Regions from separate parts of the Zea mays genome. Here region 2 is linked to region 1. The links are chromatin contacts, called in public Hi-C maps. All regions are on one chromosome and are shown on one strand. The core of a region is the stretch at or near the end of the contact, and the rest is flanking DNA. Distances in the headings are between cores, read along the strand shown.

The links. Hi-C and Micro-C count contacts between places; a contact is called where the count stands out from the background.
Region 2: a contact with region 1 is called in a Hi-C map of tassel, with 2.6 times the contacts expected there. The contact joins two enhancer-like sites. A contact is called at or near these places in 3 of 25 Hi-C or Micro-C datasets (ear, leaf and tassel).

What each region holds. Positions count from the first base shown.
Region 1 is chr10:104,894,837-104,898,432 of Zm-B73-REFERENCE-NAM-5.0, reverse strand. No RefSeq gene overlaps it. Among protein-coding and RNA genes, the nearest start is that of LOC118473520, 50 kb to the left of the region's middle. Within about 2 kb of position 1,847, at least 15 of the 20 cell types and tissues checked have an H3K27ac peak or open chromatin away from gene starts, as enhancers often do. A contact at or near this core is called in ear, leaf and tassel, where this site is marked.
Region 2 is chr10:105,190,676-105,193,979 of Zm-B73-REFERENCE-NAM-5.0, reverse strand. No RefSeq gene overlaps it. Among protein-coding and RNA genes, the nearest start is that of LOC109943210, 88 kb to the left of the region's middle. Within about 2 kb of position 1,574, at least 16 of the 20 cell types and tissues checked have an H3K27ac peak or open chromatin away from gene starts, as enhancers often do. A contact at or near this core is called in ear, leaf and tassel, where this site is marked.

The DNA.
Region 1 (3,596 bases), core at 598-3,097:
CCCATTTGATGGCTCGGTATCACCTATCTACATGACCTTTCCTTTACCACGATGTTGACGTGCTTAGTCAAATCAAAAAAAATTATGCGAAGAGCAGAGACAATCAATAAAAAATCTTGAGATCTTTTTGGTGGATAGTTTACGTAGGTATTGTTGTGAGCCATCGCAACGCACGGGCAAACGACTAGTATACTTAAAGCACCAGTTTCAACGGTCATCCCATGTTATCTTTTTACAAAAAAGTCCCTACATTTCTTCCAAATCAACTCAACGTAAGATGTTAAAAAGCTGTGTAGAAGGTGGGGTTTGAACCCACACCCTGATGGAAGAAGGGTGGAAGACATTGGACGAAGCTGTCTAACCAGTAGAACATCATGTTCAGGTGTTTATAATATTGAATATAAATTATACATATATTATATATGATTTTTTGTAAAATAAAAAAATAATCGTGTCGGGCCGAGCCAGCACTACGGGCCGAGGCTACGGCCCAAGCACCGCACGACGCTCGTGTCTGGTTGGCCCAGTCACTATTAAATGGGTCGTGGCTCGGGTCGTCACGCCAGACACGGCCCATTTGTCCATCTATACCTCCACACGATAATAATGGTCCTCGCCTCACTTGCCACCACCTCGTTCGCCATTCTACTTCTTTTCTCTCCCCTCATGCCTCCACCTCTGCGCCACCCCATTCTTGGTAGAGGGCGTAGGAGCATGCACCTCCTTCCTGTATTCGTCCGACACCAACTCGCGCAGTGGCTATTGCACGTCCACGAGGACATTTCACATCATGCACGCACCATCGTTTTCGCCGTTGTCGGACGTCCCGTTTGTCTTCTCGGCCATCGCCCTGTTCTTCTTCCTCAACTTGCTGCCCCCGCCCACGGTCGCAGCCGCGAGCCGACCGACGCTCGTCGACGCGGGTACGGGGCGAGTCGGTCATGCTCCTGGCCTTTCTCCGTGCATGCCGTCGAGTAGGACATGGTGGCGCCTGCCACGCTTAGATTATCTTGGTGATGAGGAGTCCAGGTCTGAGATATTGAACAACCAAGGCCCATAGCGTGGCAGCAGTCGACATATGCTAGGGAGTTGGTGATGGTGTTGTGTCGCTTCGGCGGGTCCAAGACTAGGAAGACACTCGCATTCTCTCGCTCTTCTCAGATTGACGCCTGGTGCGGGTGCCTCTTGGTTTGAAGCTGCTCGGCTGGGCTTCTTTCTCCGCTTGTGTGCTCTCTCCCTATATATCTAGCGGTATACTAACTATATCGCCTCCAGATGCCCAGGTCTTCGTCGTGTCCTTCTCCAGCAATGAACATGTATGTCCGTCTCTCCCCTTCCCCTCCTGCTCTACGAAACCTTGTAAGTGGAGGAGACGAGGGATGGAGGCTCTGATTTGCTGCCTATGGTATCCGTGCGTTCATAAAAAATAATAAAATATTATGCTAAGAGCGGAGACAATCAATAAAAAAATTTAAAGATCTTTTTGGTGGATAATTTACGTGGGTATTGTTGTGAGCCGTTGCAACGCACGAGTAATCGACTAGTTATTTTTAACATCATTCTTTTTTTGTCACCAAATTGGTAAGATTAGCAAAAAAAAGGAAATCAGTTAAAGTCACACTTGGACGTCTCTAGGACACCTTTATTTTTAATGCGATTGTCACCTTTTTAAATCGATTGTCAGATAAATTTTCAGCCCAAAGCAGGTTGAATCGAAGCTGTGCAGCTGCTCCCATGGCCTCGCGTTGCGCATTTCAGAAGTTCAGAATCACTTGTAGATAACCATTGCCATTGGGCCACTATGGGTCGCTTCCCTTGTGTGATGTTCTGCTTCGTTGAGTTTCAAACTTCACTTTGGGCCTGTCCATAAAAGAACTCCAGGTGCCTCCTTCTGTCTAATGGGCTGCAAAAGCCTATACCCTCGTTGGGAAACTAATTTCAGCCCATGAGAACACCACACACCTACACATCTTTTTATCAGATTTATGCCGGAGAGAAAAAAAGAGATATGGCTGAATGATCGATATAGCAAATTTCATCAAAATAGTTTATTCACATTTATAAACTAGCGGACAAGTACATGCGGCATGCATGTGTCTGAAGTCTTTCTTTAGTAGAAGTGCTGACTTCATGACTAATGCATTTTACAAAGACAAAAAGCATACTTTTAATTTAATGAGAATATAAAATTTAAACCCTCGGGTTCATGAAAAAAGTATCATGTAATTATATTATAATAGCAATTTGAACGTAAATAGTTTTAATATATGACAATAGAAATTTTTCTAATTTTCGTCGGCCAAGGGCCCTATAAAAATTAAGGCTTGCTTATAAAATTAGCTAGTTTTCGTCGTCAATCAACTCTTGCAAATAAAACAACAAAAATTAGCTAATTTTTGTGGGTTGCTCATGAAATTTTCATCGATCAAATGAGGCTCGTGAAAAATTAACTAGGTTTCGTTAGTCTAGTATGACCCCAGAAATTAGGGCTCAAAATGGGCGATGGAAATTAGCCTAGCTAAAATTAACTAGATTTCGTTAGCCTGACATCGAAATTAGGGTTTGGAGTGACCGATGAAAATTAGCCTAGCTAGTTTCTGACGATTATCAAATGCTGATGAAATTAGATAGTCTACTTTTTGTGGGCCAACCAAAGTCAACATGAATTAGTGTTACCAACACATAAAAGTTTTGCAATTTAACCATTTATATCCATCTATTATATATATATATATATATATATATATATATATATATATATATATATATATATATATATATATATATATATATATATATATATATATATATATATATATATATATATATATATATATATATATATATATATATATATATAGACACACACATCCATTCACAATATATATGTATATATTCATCCACATCACATACATTCAAACACATTGGCGTATACCCAAGAACGTGGTACCCAAAGTAAGCTCATAACTCATGAGGGCTCGTCTTGGACAACCAGGTCCCACCGAGCAACTCTGTGTGACGGATGGGCCAACCAGATCCCAATCGACTAACTCTGCGAGGCAGACGAGCCGACCAGGTCTCGACCGAGCAACTCTATGAGGCGGACAGACCGACCAGGTCCCAACCGAGCAACTTTGCGAGACAGACGGGCCCACCAGGTCGCACTGAGCAACTCTGTAAGGCGGACGGGCCGAGTAGGTCTCGCCAAGCAACTCTGCGAGGCGGATGGGACGACCAGCTCCCGCCGAGCAACTCTGCGAGGCGGATCGGACAACTAGGTCCCAACTCTGTGAGGTGGAGAAGCAAGAAGCCCACGATGAAAGTTGAAATACAAGTGGGCCTTGGTGCCATGCCACCATAACACACACACACGGCAGGAGCACACTCGTAGCCGGTTGACGTGGAGGCAAACCATGTACTATTACCCGACGCCAGCCACAGTGAGGCACATCGCCACACACACACACACACACACACACACACACACACACACACACACGCACGCACGCACGCACGCACGCACGCACGCACGCACGCACGCACGCACACCGTCTCGGATGACGCCACAACACGATGGAGGGATGATGGAGAGTCTC
Region 2 (3,304 bases), core at 325-2,824, 300 kb before region 1:
AGTTTGTCGGTGCTTAGGTTGATCAAGCACAAAAGTAGACGAAGCAGGTCGATAATATAGACGCGTCGATTCGTCCGTTAGGCAGCGAAGATCATCGTCAAATGGTTTCGAGCGGTCGCACAGTTGCGCTGCCCAAAAACTTTATTGCCGCCCCTCGTGCAAGCTTCATAACGACAAGGGTTCAAAGATATCACTCGCTCTCCTCCTTACTGCACGCCAAGAAAAAGGGTTGGTGAGATACAACAACTCAATCGCCACAGCACAACTTTCCAAGCACGAAGAAGAAGAAGAAATGGAATAGGATTTTCGTATATCACAACCCGAACGCATTCAGTGTCTTAAAATAGACGTGGCTGCTCTCAAGGAACCGTTTTTCCATAATACACCCATAAATTGACAACAGGCTAATTAACTAAGTTAATGGCAGTAAAATCTATATTAAAATCTCAACGGACAGTAAAAAAACAAATTAACGAAGCCACTCAAATGACACGCCACGGTTGCGCACACGCGAAATAGACCATGCTCTTTTCCTCTCATATTACTTTATCTATTTAAACATAAGAACGATCGTAACTATATAAATTGGTCTGTACCACTTAAACCAGCAATGTAGGACTAAAAACCAACAGCCACTTCAGAATTTCAACCGAACGAGCCACTCAAATGGGCCGTTCTTCTCGCGTCTCTACATTGGCACGTAGCTGCTTTACTGGAATACGCCGCAGTGAAGGTGTCGAATTACATGAGTGCTTACGTTTGGGTTAACAGAGATGCCATGCTCGGCTTCGGGGATCTTCTAGGGCCGACGGCGTCGTCTCTCTTTCTGGCCAAAATTAGCCAACCTCCTTGTTTCTCTCTATAAATTGGAGTGTGCACTCGTTCTGTCTATTCTTTGCGCATCAGACAAACCAATCCTCGTCTTGTTTCATCCACCAGAGCTCCCGACGTCGTCGTCGTCTTCACGGTCGGGCAGAGCACCGCCGTGGGCAGGTCTCCCGTGGACAGGCGACCGTGATTCTTTTCTCTACATCCTGTTCATTGTTCTTAGCTCCTTAACACCTCCTATTGCTTATACACATTGTTGATTGAACTCTACCACAGTGGTTACGTTGGAACGTCGTCGCGCCACCGGAGATCACCGCCGCATCTCGGTTCTACGTCGACCCGTTATCTTCGAGCTTCTCCAGCTGAACCAGCGCACAAAATCGTTTCCCCGTGAGTTCCTGATGCCTCCCGAGCGCTCAATTCTAGCTCTACCATACGGTGTTCACCGGAACACTCCCTCACTGGGCCAGGAGCTGCCGGAGTCTATGGTGAGCTCTCTAGAGAGCCTCCCGATCGAGCTCAATTTGTTGTTCCAATAGATGTGTGATGTTGTAGACCATCTTCTCTGAGAGTGTGTGGTCCTTCCGAGCCCTTATGCGCCCTGCCCGCGTTTGCCAGTTCACCGGAGTTCGTGGCCGAGCGCAAGGACTTGTGTTCGAGAATTAGAATAGAGACAGGGGGTTTATGTGAAATCATGTGACTCAGTAAATAGTGCTTAGGATTCCTTTTCAGTTTGATTATTTCACAAGGACGTTTACTCAAAGTTGTCGGCGCAGTCGTGGGCCACGTGGGGCGTGTGCATAGTGCACAGCTCTAGGCCGCCATTCAGTTTTGATCCAATTTCAGTTAATGAAATTCTGATTATTTTACTAATATTCTTTGTTTTGATAATAATGCTACAAATTGTAAAAGTATGAAAAAATGATGAAATAATTTTTTCTGGGTTCATAAAAATGTATTCTTCCCGTTAAAAATAATTAGGGTATTTTAGCAATAAGTTTTATGTATAGGTTTTAATTAAAGCAAACTAAATAGAATTAGAGGATTTTTAGTGGTTAAACAATATATCCAAAATTATGAACATTTTTAGGATAATTTCTGTTAACCAGTGATGCTCCGATAAACAATTTTTGTAGAAGTCAGAACATGTTTAGAAGCTTAATCAATTATTACTCAAGTCAAATGTCTTTTTCCTTTAATAAAATAAAAAGTTAGAAGTTAAATAGTGAATAACCAATTGGTTGATGTATTTTGGGATTGTAGGAAGACCATGGGTCTCTTATACTTTAAGTAACCCATGGCAAGATGTTTGATAACATTCTAATCTTGTAGAAAGTTGAATATAGTTGGTCTTGTTGGCTTCCAACTATATTGTGAAGGGAAGTTGTACTCAAGACACGAAATTTTATTAGCCATCATTTATTCAAAGTTATGCATCACCATAAACATTTTATAAGAATTCATTATTATTACAAATAGAGCACAAAGGTGAAGTAATGTTTGAGGAGTCTGCACCTGAACAAGAGTTTTTAGCCGCTGGGGTGACAGCTACTTGTGATATTCTCACTAAAGAACCTGAATCTCCTCCTAATCAAGGCAAGCCCCGGTGCATTTAAATGTTTCCTTGTTGTTTACAAATTTTACATCACCTTATTAATACTATGTTGCATTAAGTAATAGGAGTTGTGTGATTAACCAAGTTGTTGCATTACCCACCATGATTAAATTGAAAATCATCCTTGATACATGTTTTTACTTAAAAGTTATTGATGCTTAGCCCTGCTTAATGGATTAGGGTTTTTGAAACATATGTTACTACTGATTATGGTTACTTGTGAAAGAACTATGGTAAAGTTTATTAAGATGAGAACGGGCAGTTATCTTGCATTGGGAATATAGTCTCTATGTAGTGTTTTTGTCTCCATCGATTAAGAGTCGTTCCGTTGTAGGCCTGCATGCTTAAGAACTTTTTAACTAGCCACATGCCCTAGTAAGGGCAAGCCTTATCCTGATTATTCCAATACGAGAACAACTACCATGAACTGGGAGTGGAGAGATGGCGAGAGTAGTGTGTACCCACCCTAGTGGATTGTGGTAGGGCGATGGAGTACTGTGCTCTCGGGTGGCACGAGTCCTGTTTTGGTCTTGGAAGATCCGAAGGTCGGGTTGACATATGCAAGGGTTAAGTGCTACATATGTCATGTGGTTGGAGATCCCTAGCTAGATATCAATCGATTCAGATCGCCATTGCTTTTCGAACATGGAGATTTGATCACTTTATGAGATTTGGTATAAAGAAGATGGTGGTTTAACAAGTGTTTGCTTTAGAATAGGTCAGCCTCGATTTAGGAAATACTTAATTTGGTAAGTTAAAAGATGGATTAAGGATTCACTATTAGTAAGCTTTTATGCAAAAGAGTCCTTGATTCTTGCTTAGCCTTACCTTGAATCCCCGAGCCTACATGCCCTTGGAATC